2 separate regions of the Mus musculus genome follow, and region 2 is linked to region 1. A link is a contact called in public HiChIP or PLAC-seq data. All regions are on one chromosome and are shown on one strand. Each heading gives the region's core, a stretch centred on a gene start, on an enhancer-like site or on the middle of the called end of the contact. The rest is flanking DNA. Distances are from core to core; before and after follow the strand shown.

What was found. HiChIP or PLAC-seq counts read pairs in DNA pulled down with a chosen protein or histone mark.
Region 2: a contact with region 1 is called in an HNF4G HiChIP or PLAC-seq map of pancreatic cancer cells. The contact joins two enhancer-like sites. A contact is called at or near these places in 1 of 115 datasets of contacts at active chromatin or transcription factors (pancreatic cancer cells) and 1 of 9 other capture datasets (adipose tissue).

What each region holds. Positions count from the first base shown.
Region 1 is chr5:53,038,737-53,046,246 of GRCm38.p6, forward strand. No RefSeq gene overlaps it. Among named protein-coding and RNA genes, the nearest start is that of Slc34a2, 6.9 kb to the right of the region's middle. Within about 2 kb of position 3,740, at least 75 of the 459 cell types and tissues checked have an H3K27ac peak or open chromatin away from gene starts, as enhancers often do. A contact at or near this core is called in pancreatic cancer cells, where this site is marked.
Region 2 is chr5:53,168,012-53,174,938 of GRCm38.p6, forward strand. It overlaps Sel1l3 (sel-1 suppressor of lin-12-like 3 (C. elegans)), which reads right to left. Exons shown (of 24, transcript NM_172710.3): 7 at 6,726-6,858; 8 at 4,563-4,695; 9 at 2,346-2,486. Among named protein-coding and RNA genes, the nearest start is that of Sel1l3, 42 kb to the right of the region's middle. Within about 2 kb of position 3,705, at least 14 of the 459 cell types and tissues checked have an H3K27ac peak or open chromatin away from gene starts, as enhancers often do. A contact at or near this core is called in pancreatic cancer cells, where this site is marked.

The sequences.
Region 1 (7,510 bases), core at 2,490-4,989:
GGAGGGGGATGGCTCCAGGCTCCTGGGTGGCAGAAGATTAAAGACAATTCAACTCAAAGCCTAGGGTTTATCCCCACGTCAAGTCACTCCAAGTCTTTGGGAAGTATGGTTTCTGCAAAGACTGTACCTGCTCAGCGGGAGGTCTTTGCCTCTTCCAGAAGAAGGGTTGATTGACTCCTGGATCAGATGGTAGTCACTTTGCCCTTCTTACCTTTGGCAATTTAAAGTAGGAGGGAAGTAGTGATGTCTAGGGTGGTTGTGGGCTACCTCCTTTGGGATGGCTCTACAGAGCCCCTTGATGCAGCAGAGAGTCCCGTCGTATGTAAAAGTCCCCCAACTCCATGGAAGATGGTGGTCAGCAGGACTAGAAAACATTTGTAAATGTGTATGTGAGTGTGGGAGGGAGAGATTCAATTCCTTCAAAATATTTAGTGACAAGCGTTCAGAGCCAGTAGGTATAATGGCACGTGCCTACAAGCCAATATTTGGAAGTCAGAGGCAGGAGGATGGGTAGATTAAGATTAGGTTACCCTTGGCTACAGAGTCCTGGGCCAGACTGAGGTACATGGGACACTGAACACGGTGGTGTTGTTGGTTTGCTCAGTTGGCAGCCAGCATTTACATCCACCCTAGTTTGACCTCTTGCACTATGTAAACCAAGCATTGTGGTGCATGCCTGTAATCCCAGCGGCCTATAATCTCAGCACTAATAATTCCAGTTCCCAGAATGGAAGAGGTAGGAAGATCAGGAGCTCAAGAGTATCCTTCACTATCTAGAAAGTTTAGTTTGGGCTACATGAAACTCTTGAAAAAGAAGCTGCCCAGGTAGTGGTGGCACATGCCTTTAATCCCAGCACTTGGGAGGCAGAGGCAGGAGGATTTCTGAGTTCAAGGCCAGTCTCATCTACAGAGTGAGTTCCAGGACAGCCAGGGCTACACAGAGAAACCCTGTCCAAGGAAAAAAGAAAAAAAAAATGAAAAGCTGGGTGGGGGTGGTGCCACACGCCTTCTATCCTAGCACTTGGGTCTCTGAGTTCAAGGCCAGCCTGGTCTACAGATTAAGTTCTAGGACATCCGGGGCTACACAAAATTCCTGTCTTGGGGAGTGGGAGAGTAAATAAATAAGAAGTAGAGAAAAAATGCTCAGAGTACAATTCAGGCGGGACAAGAAACAGGAGTTGTGTAAGGAACAACGCAATTGCATTGTAAATGACACGCCATGCTGCAGTAATCAATCTTAATACCAGGTCCCGTCTGGATACTCTGGCTACTTATCAGTTCTGAGTCAGTGGGGCAACACGACAAGCCCCACAAAATGTGGGATTAGGATAATCTGACTTTTCAATGAAAAGATATCTTGGAGCTCTGACACTCCCTTCACCTAAGAAAATTTGAGATTACAGGCGTCTACCACCACGCCTGCCTCTGGGGTTATATGCTTGCTAAAACATATACAGCTTAAAACAAAACAAAACACACTGACCAGAAACAGCCTAACTTTGGTTCAAAGGGGAGTATTCACACTTTTTGCACCATCTGACTGGAGATGGGGTGGTTGGGCAAGCCAAGGACCATAAAATTGTCACTTATAAAGCAAGTGTCCTCTATGCCTGCCTTTTGCAGGAGCCCCCACTGAACAAGGTATTCCTTGAAAGTGCAAATTACTGAGGGCTTTCTGAGTTTATAAGAGATTTCAGGGAGTCTGTATGTCATCACAAGGGATCATAGAAGCTTACCAGGTGAGAGGATGGTGCCTGGATGTTTGTGGGGCTGCCGAACCTCCTTGGTGTAAGTTTCTTGAGTTCGTGGTACCTCACCTTCCCTCGCTCCCTCCCAACCTATACAATGATCTGGGTTCTCTAATGGGTATTTTGGGTTAAATCTGCTTTCTTTTGCTTGGCAACTTAAATGCTTCAAGTAGGAGATGTGTTCTCCAGGCCCACAGTCTGGCCACTCAAAAAATAGATTGGAGATATTTCAAGTCTGTGTGTCTCTGTGTGTCAGTAAGGAGTATACAAGTCAGCATATCCTCGGTATCTTTTACCTGTTAGAGACAAGGTTTCAATTATCCAGGCTGGCTTTTAATTCATTCTGTGACCTAGGCAGGCCTTGAACTTTGATCCTCCTGTCTCAAACCTTTTCTGTGTAGCTTGGATTATATATAGTCCTGCATGGTCAGGTCTAGATTGGAGATAATCATTGAGTACTCACCACCTATGAGCCAACCTCAACCTTAAGCTTATGGTCTACAGACAATGGAGAATCTAAAATATAGAGTAGTGTTAGGCAGTGATTACTGGAAAGGCTAGGCAGAGGAGTAAATAGAACAAGAACAGCCCAAGAGGTGAGGGTGGGAGGTGGATCAGTTCAGTCAAGTCATCCTCTACCTCAAGATTGAGGTAGCAGCCTAAGATAAAGCTGGGGAACATCAAGGAAGCTTTACGAACCATCCGAGACCAGTGGCACCAGGAAGGTCAACAGCCCTGAGACAGAGTGCAAGGGGGAAGTCTGAGGAACAGCAGGAAGGCTCTGGTTGCAAGTGAGGTGGAAGATTTTCCACTACATTGTAACTGATGGAGAGTTAGAAGCTTAGAAGGACTGGGGTTGTTGCTTGGTAGAATAATTGCTTTGTAGGTAGTAGGCCCAGAACTCTGCAAATAAAAACGTTTAGTAAGAAAGGATGGAACCCGACCAGGACTCTGTTCTTTGGCTATTGCAGTTGGAGGAGAAAGTGGTGGAGTGGGTGTACATTGGGGTGACCCTAGAAGTCCCGTGCACCAGGATTCCCGATCATAAGTGCTAGGGCAGAACTGTTCTTTGAGCTGAGGCTGACCTAGAAACTGCTTGCTGTACGCTTGGCTATCGCCTTTAACTCCTGATCCTCCTGCCTCTGCACACGAGTGCTGAGATCACAAGCATGGACCACCAGTAACTGCTGCTGTTTCTTTTCATTTTTTACTTTAAACATTTTAGCTCAATTACAAATGTCCTGGTGTTTTTCTTTTTAGTGCTGTTGGGGGGGGGGGGGCGCGTCACTCCTGGCTTTTTAAACGTACCAGACCAGTGTCACCGTTGATCACATTTCCCAGCCCTCCCCTCTGACACTGCTCTCAGCTTCCTCTTCCTCCTTGTGTCTGAATAGATTAAGCTACCTCTGCTTGTAAGCTGTGCTAAAAAAATCTATGTTGCAGCAACAAAATGGAAAAGTGCAGCTACCCCTTGCCCACTGCTGGAGAGCACTAAGAACACTTGAGAATTGCTTTTCAGGATAGTCTCTGCATGTTTATAAACATATCTAAGGGAAGATAAAGTGGATGACCATCCTGTCAGTCCTATGCCCTCTCCCCTTCATGCTGCCTCTCATTTAAGCCTGGTTCTTTGAAGTCTGGTGCTTTCTTGTGACTATGTAATGCATTCTTTGACATTTCTTGAATTCTGGCCTAAGAGGGATGGATTCCCTGGCAGTAAGCCTGACCAATCATTCTTAAGAATATCAACATTGCCACAGGGCCCGGGAGAAGCTCCCGAGAATGCAGGAGCTCAAAGTGGATTTGCTCCCGTGGTTAATTTGAAGTCAGTGTCTCAGGCATTTATGACACAATCCACTTCAGGGCCCTCGCAGCCACTGTCTGTGGTCAGAGGAGAACTGGGCCAACAGGCCCCCAACAGGCAGGCCTTACAGGCAGCTGATTCTTGGGCCTGGCCCACCAAGTCAGCTGGGGCCATGCAAACAGTATTGATCATCTCCAACTTCTGCCTTCCAAACCCAGAGAGTTTGCAGTGAGCAGAGCTAGGCTGGGCTCTCCCATTTCATTCCATCCTGGGAATTTCCCAGGTCTGGTGACTCAGGGTGGGGTGTGGCACCAAGGAAGAGACACTAGATAGAGCCTGGGTCTGGGTGGCCTTCTCCCTCTCACAGAGCAGACATTCCCAGTTCTTAAAGAGCTTCTCGTTCCAGCCAGGGCCTTAGCAAACAGGCAGGAAGAGAAGGGGTGGGGGTGGGGGGGCAGAGATGCTGGCCAGAAACAACAGGTCAAGGTCGGTTTGCATCTGAGATGACACCAGGGTCAGCATGAACATTGGCAGTCCACGCCTACTTTATTTGACTTTCCCAACATTCACTTTTTCATTTATTCCTCAGTACTAAGAATTAAACCCCAGACTCTGTACAGGCTAGGCAAGTGCTTAACCACTGTGCAACACTCCCAGCACATGATATGTTTGAGATAGGCTGGCGGGAAATGCACTGTGTGACCCAGGATAATCTTGAACTCTAGTCCTCAACTTCCACTTCCCCAGTGCTAGAACTCCAATTATGAGCAGCCACACCCAGCAATATTATTTATTTATTTATTTACTTGCTTAAAGTCGCAAAGCCTGGGTGCCTGGCTTTTCCCGTAAAGTCCAAAGATCTTGCAGTATCTGCCGTGAGAAGGGCCCAGCTCTACCCAGGAGTTCTCCCCGGAACAGAGGTTGGACTCAGCACCCCGTTGTTGTGATCTGTGTTTGACTGTTGGATGGCTTGCTGCTTTCCCCATGTGCTTGGCTGGCTGGGGAGGCAAGCTCTCTGAGGCTGCTGGGTTTCTGGGAAAGAACTGCTCAACTGAAGGGAAGAAGTCAGGGGCAGAACTGACAAGAAGGGCACTATGCTGTCTTTTAAGTGGGTCTGTCTCTCACTGGCCTACTTGTCACCAGGGTGTACTGTCATAAACTAGAGAACCACCCCATGTATGTGGCATGACAGCATATGTGAGCATCTATATATTATGGGATAGGCTAATAGGAGTTCCAACCCCTGAGAAACTAACATTTTCACCACCTTTGTGTTAGGTAAGGGAGTCTGGCCTGTCCACTATACCCATTTAATAGATGAGAAACAGATATGGATGGATAAGCTCATCAAAATTTTAAAGTTCTTTCTGACTTCAAAATTGGCATGTCTGGATACAGATTTTCTTAATGATAGACACGAATCTTCCATCCTCCTATCCTTGTTCAATCATCTAATCTCCATGTAAAAGCCATAGCTCTTCAGAGGTGCTCCTTGCCCAGGGTTGGCTTGATCTATTAATTTCATCATGAAATTATGAAACAGAAAATACTTTGTCTACTTGCTCCATTTTCTATTGCTGCCAATGTTATAGCACACACTTCCTTAGTCAGAGAAAATGTTTATTTTGGTTCATAGTTCTGGTCCAGAGTTCATCTTGGTGGCCTTGTTGGCAAAGCTCAGAAGTGGTGCTAGAAGACCCAGAGACCCAGCCAAACGGGCTTTTATTGCAGGCCATTCTCCAGATAACCCATTAGCCATAAATCCACTAATTGCATGGATAGATTAATTCATTCATGAGGGAAGAGCCTTGGTTATCTTATACTGGAGATTATATTTTGGTTTGTCTCAGTGTGCACAGTGAGTGGCTCATGTCTATCACCCCAGCATTTAGGAGGCTAAGGTTGAAGGATGTGGAGTTCAAGGCCAGACAATCAGGGCTTATTATTTGTTTTGTTTTGAGAGTATACCCTATTTCTATGTCAATGTGAATTAAGGCAATGGTTTTATTTAGATAGCACCTTACTGTGGAACCCAGGCTTGCCTGGAGCTTACACACTCTTTCTCCCTCCTGGAAGTGTGGTTAGGTTTAGTTATACATCCATTTAAGCTCTCTCCAGCAGTTGTCCCCTTAGGCAATATTAAAATACAAAATACTTTTCTTAGAGTAGTGCTGTTAGGGGCTCTGGGACCTAAGGAACTTTTTTCTTTTTTAAAAAAGGTCTCTCTGTAACTTCTGCTGCCCAGATACTCAAATGTGAAGCAAAAGCAATGCTCCTGCCTCACCTTCCCTAGTTCTAGGATTATGGTCCTGGCAGGGAGATAGGTTCTTAGATAAACACACACATTGATTCATATTCTCTCTCTCTCTCTCTCTCTCTCTCTCTCTCTCTCTCTCAAGCACACACCTAGCCACAGTGAGTTCTAGCAAACATAACTCTTCAGGCTGGGAGGAGCCAGACTCCACAGGGAAGAAGGGAAACTAAATTGCAGATGGGTTTCTAACCAGCTAACTTAGCTAGTTAAGACTCTAACTTAGATGAGGAATATAAAAATAAGGCTGCTGCTGACTGCTGTGGGCGCTGCTGTAGCGGGGAACTCTCCCCACCACAGTTATGTCACACAGTAAGGACTGAACAAGAGATTCACCCCCAAGAAGCCACACATGCCAAGGAAAGGCATGGCCTGTGCTGAATAAGGGCTGTGAGATACTTAAGGAATTATGGGGTGGCTTTAGGTTTAGTAAATGATAGCTCTTCAAGAGGCTGTTCAATTTGCTTGTTCACAGTAGGAAAATGTCTAGTTTGTCATGAGATGGGATCTTATTGTGCAATTCCTGGGTAGCTGGGCTACAGGTGTTCATATCTGTCTACTCTATTTTGCATGGTGATCTAAACACGTGACACTGAGACTTCGAAGAAACTTTATTAGAAATTCAGTTGCAAAGATGGCAACAGAAAGCATAGGCTTTTGATTTTAGGTGGCCTTGCAAACTGCTGGTGGAGCCAGATTGCCTTGTTTAGATTCTGTAGCCGCACTGTGACTATGGGCGAGGCAATCTTTATCTCAATTTGCTCATCCATAAAATGGAGACGATAAACTTATCTTGTAGGAAGAAATGAGTCACTGTGTGGAAAACTTCACGTTTAACATCGGTGTCCTGAGCAGAGTAAGCAGGGTTTTGTAGCTCTGCTGACCACAATATTCATGTGACAGCAAGGAGTTCAAACCCACTGACCTCTAAAGCACTAGAACTTAGTAGAGCCACCCAGTGATCTTAGGTCAGCCCTCACCACATTCAGTTACTATGGTTACTGTAATGCAAAGCTTAAGCAATGTGTGGTGCACATCTCATCCAAAGGAGGGGCTGAGGCGGGATGATCTCGAGTTCAAGGCCTGACTTGACTACTGTGCATCACCACTTTGTCTCAACCAAATAAAAATATACAGAAAGGGAATCAGTGAAGCTCATGAATTGATCACAGAGGAAATGACCATTCCTAAGTGGTCCCTGTGAGCCTAGGAAGACCATACCATTCTTAGAGGCCGAGTGACTTCCGGGGCATGTCCTTGCTCCTGAACTTAACAGTTATACAACTAAAGTATGCATTCCTGTTAAAATTCAGTCAGGCTGGTTTGGGGGAATTTAGTGAGAGCAATCAGGAACTCTCCTGACTTGGCTTTAAATTAACACTATGTTGGTAAGATGCACTTTCTTTACTTGACTAAGTTGTCATCTGGCTACTTTGACAACAACAAACGTTAATAATTCCAGTGTTAGTCAATTTCTCTTCCTGTTCTGGGATGAGGATTCAGGCTGCTCAGAGCTGTGCTGGTCTGCCCTGGCTTTCTTTGATTGTTCATGCGTTTTCTTTGATTTGTGATCATTACTACCAGTGACTATTACACTTCACTCTGGCTTGTCCATGTGTTCTGTTTAATTTTTTTTGTGTAAGTGCG
Region 2 (6,927 bases), core at 2,455-4,954, 130 kb after region 1:
TTTAACTATGACCAGAAATCACAGACACGAGTTTTGGTAGATGTGGTGGGAAGCTCCGTTTAAACTCCTCAACTTTCTGTATGCACCTTCTCCTTAGATCGTTTTAGGAGTGGGGCAACCCCACCATCTCATAGGGGCTCAGGGAAAACCTGAGCTGTCTCTTCTCAGTCATCGTAGCAGTTGGGGTGAATGGGTTTCCTGGGGACACAGGGATTGGTCAATGTCTAGTGGTGTCTTGGAGGAGAGGAGGGGGCACGGTTAGTATTAATGGATAGAGAGGAACATACAGCAGATGTTTACAGGAGGACCCCAAAACAAAGACCCTTGCAGCCCAAAGGAGTACAGCATTGAAGAGGAGAGATGTTTCTCCAAAGGGCTGCTTTCTGAATGATTTTTCTTCAGTGCTCACTCTAGGCAGGTGCTCCACCACTTAACTACATCCCCACTCCCACCCACAGTGTTTCATATACATGTCAGCTCACTGAACCAGGAAGAAAGGATTGCCCTAGGAGTCTCCCACTACCACACCTCCTCGTCCTCCTCCTCTTCCTCCTCTTCCTCCTCCACTACCATTACCTTCACCCCCACCATCACCATCTCCACTATCACCATCACCACCAACAACACCCCTTCCACTATCACCGTCACCACTATCAACGCCATCACCACCATCACCACCACTATCACCATCACCACCATCACCATCAACACCATTACTACCACCCAACTCCGTTGTGTAGACGAGGAAACCAGGGCTCAGCAAGAACAAGCATGTGCTTAAGATCACACAGTAACTGAGTGTTAAATGAAGTGGAAGCAAATTCACCCAGCCCCAGAGACCAGTGTCACAGAGCATACTCTTCAGATCACCTAGCAGTCATGGGTGCTGCAGGGCCACCTTTGTCATACCCCTTGGCTCTGTCTCCATCACTCTGTCCTACTCAGACCTCCTCCCTTTCTTCCAGGACTTTGTAATCCCCTCCCTGCTCCACACTCTTCTAACATCACCTCCCTGTTCCCAACTGCTGTCATTGTAACATCAGAGACTCCTCTGGTTACACTCTGCCTACAGCCTGAAATCCTCTAACTAAAAGGGAAAGCCACACAGATTACAGCTGGCGACTAAGCTTTGGCTGAGCCCCTAGGTCACCACTGGTTTCCTATCCCTTAGCATATCCTGCTGTCCCTCCTCCCTGCCTCTGCCCTGACTCCAGCGCCCACTCCTGCCTCTCTTATCTGGCAAATACCTCAAGAAGCAGTTACAATGTCTCCTCCTCCCGGAAGCCCTTCTGGGACACCTGAGTCTAGAAGCAGCCACTCCTCTCTCTGTGCCTTCACTTCCATGGCTTTTATTAAAACAACTTACAATTTATCTTTGCTTTTAAGCCCATCACTCAAGAGTGGGGAATCTCCTGCCATCTCACTCAGATAAGTGACTGAGTCTTTCCTTAGTCAATATCAAAGAACAAAAGATCAAATATCTTCCAGGATGGGCAGGGTCAGCGTATAAAGAAAGCCCATGCCTTGGGACAGGGCCAGTCGCCGAAGGTCATTTTCCCAAGCCAGGAACACAATGAGCTTTTTGATCCCTTGACACACGTACCTGTTCCGTGTGCTTCCCCTTGTGACCAGCTCCTGTTTCTAACAGGCATGGCTTCCAAAATCTCCTGGAGGCCCTACAGTGTGTACTTAACTAAGCAAATACAAATTGCATTGGGCCTAAGAGGAAGCCATCAGCATCCAGGAAGGACCTTCAAATCTGAGATGACACTGAAATGTCAAGTCAGGAGGCTCAAGTTCAACTGCCTAAGGGTTAGATGACATCTAACCATCTATGACAGTACATGGTAGGAGGCGAAAACCAGAGAAGAGGGACCTTGGGCAGACAGAAAATGCCTGGCCCTGGCCTTCCCTCTGAGATCGCTTACTATAGGAACAGGTCCAGGGCAGCTGCGTCTTTGATTTTTTTTTCCAAGTAAAGCTAGAAATTTGCATTTTTCTGAAAGTTTTTAGATACCGATAATGAAATTCTTTTCAAATACACAGAAAGGCATTTTGCAAACTAACTCCATTTGGAGGCCAACTCTGGCGGCGGCCTGTCCGTTATGCAGCCCTGGCTTTAGATAAAGCATCGCTTGAGTGATCCCTAAATTTAAGTTTTTGGAAATGTGCACAGATATATTCAGCGCTGTGGACACACAAGGGCAGAATTTAAATCTGAAATTAAACTAGAACACTAGGGTTAAAAATAACATTAAGGCATAAATCACCAAGGGAGAGTGAGTAGACATAAAAACAGGGTGCCTTTCTAGCTAGCTCCAAACCCCAGGCAGAGGCTCAGTTACCGGTCAGCAGGTCCATTTGCAGCAGGCTCTGGAACAAGCTGGGGTGCCTGTCTCTCAGTTCCTTCTCCCAGGGCAAGCCTCTGCACACCTCGGCTCTCCCATACTTGCGCTTGAGGTCCAGGTAGGAGTTATGGAAGTCACCTACACGGAAGCAGAAGACATCACTCCCTCAGGAGCGGCAATGACCTTATCCTTCTAAAAGCTCTCCTTCCTCAGGGGAACTTGGGATGGGAGGGCAGGCTTAATATGCCTGGATTTGGCTTGGGTCTTTCGGGAATTTGAAAACGGCCATTACACCTCTGCCTTGGGGGCAGCATTTGGAAGCAAGTCCAAGAGAAACGCGCCAAGGATGCTGATGGCTGTTGCCTAATTCTACAGAATGAGCAGCTGCCCTCTGACTTGCCCCCAGGAGGCTAATAATCTAGGCCATTTTTTTTTCTGGCTTGTGTTTTGAAGAACAAGGCCCTAGAGCCCCCCAGGAGGTGAGGAGGTTGGAGACTTTAGGATACTCTCCCTGATGCCACCAAACAGGTCGGCATAGAGGGCTGGCCTTTAGGGTCTCACTCCCAGTGCTGTGGGAATGATCCAAATGAGTTTCCTCTTTGGGACATTACTATTCCTGTGCGTCTGCCCCCTCTCCTGGCAGCATCTTTGTCTTTGTACATCTTTGTATGATTCAGTGAGCGTTAAGCGCAGCTGGAGATTAAGAGAGCGTATCCTTTTACATTTTCTGTACCTGCATGTATATGGCGAGGGGACACACGTGTGTGGGCATGCATCTACATGTGCACATGCACAGAGAGGCCAGGGGACAACCTTTGGTATATGTCCTTCCCAGAAACATCCTTTAGCCTTTGAGGTGTGGTTCCTCATCGTCTTGGAGCTAGCCCAGCTAGCTGTCAGTGAGGCTAGCCTGGCTGACCAGCAAGCCTTAGTCTCCATCTCCTCAGAACTGGGATTTCGGGTGAGTGACATCATATCCAGCCTTTTTATACGGGTTCTCGGCATGGAACTCAGGCCCTCATGCTTGCAAATACTTTACCAACTGAGCCATCTCAGTGCAAGATCATCTGCTTTTAAATTCGATTTTTGCTTAGGATGGGGGATCCTGTCTGTTCTACACGGCTCAAGTGGAGATCAAAGGGCAACTTTGAGAAGTCAGTTCTCCTTTTCCATCACACGGATCCCAGGGATTGAACTGAGGCTGTCAGGCTTGGTAGTAGATGCCTTTCCATACCTAGCTACCTCTCCAGCCTGATATGAGATTGACCAGCCACCACTCCCACCACTATGTGACCCTGTCAGACTGGGGCATGACTTAGGTCCATCTATGGGCCCCTCCTTCCCTAGCCTGGAACTGGAAGCTCCCCTAAGGGGGGGAGGAGGCATGAGCTGCACAAGGCAAGATTGAGATACTGAACTAGCTCTTGATGATGACAAATACCCCACAGGAATTTATCTTCCAGAAGGAACATATGTGACTAACTGCCGTGTCACCACATCAAACATGGATATCTAAAGCACAGAAAAATTTACAAGTTTAGGAGACTCTCCCTGATGCCACCAAACAGGTTAGCATATAAGGCTGGCTTTTCTAGGAGAAAAGCTGGGACCCTAGGAGACCAGACGGGACTCAGCTCCGTCCACACCCTGGGTGAGAAAGGAGAGTCTGGGCCACGTGAGCCCTGCGAACGCAGTCTATTTGAGATTTGTTCCTTTGCCAAATTTCCTGGTGCCTCCCTGAGCTGATCTGAGGGTTTGAGAATAAAACAGGGCCCCAGCCAGCAAAGTCACTGTTCAGATATTAATGGTCCAAGACAAAAGCACACTAATGTGTACAATAATTTCTAGTGATTAATTTATATTTTCCAATGCATTTTCTTTTCTTTTAGGCATGCCATCTAGGTAGAAAGAACACCAGGCAAGGTTCCTTTGTATTCTTAAATAAGATCGAGCAGGTATGGCGGGAGCTGACACCAGTTTTCGTTCATGGCGGTTGCTGGTGCTTTGTGGGGTTGGGTGGGGTAAGGATCAAGGCAGAACGCACATGCTGGTCCCCATCTGTCTTTGGAAGCCTTGAGTTACACCTGACCCTGCTGGTATCTGGGCTAAGAGGTTCGTGGGATGTTTCTATTTTAGTTCCCTCGCCCCAAGCAAAGCTAAACATGTCAATGCAAATGCAAAGCTTAAATATGCCCTCCAGAGCTCCGTACTTACATGTCTCTCGCCTCTCACCCCCAACCTGGACTGTTGCAGCATACGAGGATATTATATCCTGGACCTCAGTACACCGCTCATAGTATAGCTTGATTTGTTCAGCCAGTTCCTTCTCAAGGAAGGGATTAAGAACCTGCAGGAGGGTAAGAAATTGCATGAACTTCAATCATCATCAAATGTCCTCTGGCTAGTAGGACTAGGTGTGTTCAGCTGTCTGAGTTCCCTCTATGACATCACTGGCTACCATCCCACCTGGATATGCAAACCAGTGCCCTTTGGATCAATTCGAGGCATGCCAGTCCAGCGTCCTGTGTGCTACCTTCTCATCTGCAAAGCTTCTTCCATGTCAGTGGAGACCTGTCCCCTCCACGTGTAGTCCCTAGAAAACTGCACTCATCTCCATTTCCAAATGTTAATTCTACCCAAGGTGTGCCCGCCACCTGAGGCCGTCCTTCTGTTTCCTTCTGCTTTGCAGCAGCCTCAGTCTGCAGGAGCCAGTGAAGGGCCACTGCTCCAAAGCATAACTCCTGCAGGCTCAACGGTGGCCAGATGCACCCATGCACCTCGGTGAGCCCAAGCTTGTGGAAATTAACTCGTGTCATGTGACCTAGTAAGTGAACTGGGCCAAAGTCCCAAAGAGCAAGCCTCTTGGAACTGGGGGAATTAATCTTAACTCTGTTTTCAAATGCATGTCTGGACCCAAGAGAGGTTCACGAGATGGGCTCACTGGGTCATAACCAGCAGTGGTTTCTTTTGTTTTTTATACCGAAGGATCCAAAACTTCAGAGCACATTAGAGGAGGCGGAGGAGGTATTCTTAGTAAAATTATTTTTATTTTCATATATGAATACATGTATGTATGTGTGTGTGCTGTTCATTCTATTAATCAGAGTATCTTCAAAACATCATTTAAAGCTGGGTCTGTTGACATCCATCTGTAATTACAACTAGTCAGTAGCCTAAGGCAAGAAGATCAAAATTTCAAAGCATGTCTGAACTCCAGAGTGAGTTCAAGGCTAGCCTGGACAACTTTGTGAAAAACCTGTCCGCCCCCCACCCCCCAATTTTTTTAAAAAATGTTTTTAAGAAAGGAAAGAGTCTAAAGCTGAAAGAAAGCTCAAAGGTATTTGAGCCCCAGTACCAAAAAATATTTTTGTTTTGTTTTTGTGAGACAGGGTTTCCTATGTCCCAGGCTGATCCAACTTGACCTTGAGCTCTTGATCGTTTTTGCCCCGAACTGCCGACCACTGGCATTACCGGTGTGCACCACCATTACATGCCAGAGCGGTGGAATGTTTGAAGCTCAGCCTAACCCATCTTTCTTGCTTCTCCTCTCTGCTCCGGTCTGGCATGCAGTAGGCACTCTGAAGCATTTACTGCTCAAGTGGATCTGTGATTTTTCTTTTCCCAGTTATCTCAAAGGGAGGGAGGGAATCGGGCTTCCTACTTGTACTTGTGTCTTTGCCTGAACTCCACGGGGTCAAGGGAATGAGAGGACAACTCTCTCTCAGGCATCTGGTGGGGTCCTCCATCTCCTTAGCAGGGATGAGAAGGCACTGTTCTGAGGCTGTGTGGTAGGAAGCCGAGAGTCCTTTACTGGAATGGCTGCAGTAGTCCTCCGTGGGCATGTTAGGATGTGTGTCCTGGGTACAGTAAATTGCCTTGGGGTCCAAAGCCCTCCTGAATATGGCTCCCTGTGGCTTGCCCATCCCAGCATGAGCTGAGGCAGGGCTTCTGTGAGGATGAGTGAAAGATTGGCTGGCATGGGGCTTTAATTTGCTGGAGTATTGCTTCTTCTGATACTTTAAATAATAGCGTAGAAAAGAAGCTTTACCAAATAACTAAGATTCTCTCCTTTCATTAGCTTAATCACTGGATAGGCAACAGCCTGATAAAAATCTACTCTATAATTAAGCTAGTAGTTATTAAAACAGAGGAAGTAAATGGTTCCCATTTTATGAGTACTAAATGAACCGCACGGTAACAGAAATCTATTATTGGGCTGGCTCAGGGGAAGCCTCAATATTAATTATGTTTGGTGGCTGAGCCCACGCATGGTTCAGTCCGCTTGGGTAAATCTTTTGTTTACACTGTGTTTCCTGCTCCCAGTGGCCCACTGTCACACACACACTCCTGGCAAACTTCTTGATCCCCAAGGCTCACCTGTGCCGGGTGTAGGCTGCGGAGGCGATAGTATTTCACCGGTCCAAAAAACCCTTCGATGCCGGCCACGTACCTGCTCCCTCCAATAATGAAGTAGCCAGCTGTGTCGTTATAATAGAAGTCTTCATGGAAGCTAGAGAGGAGCACAAAAGATTGAGGCAGCCCTGGGGACTGGGACCTGGTTATCTTCAAAGAGACTCTG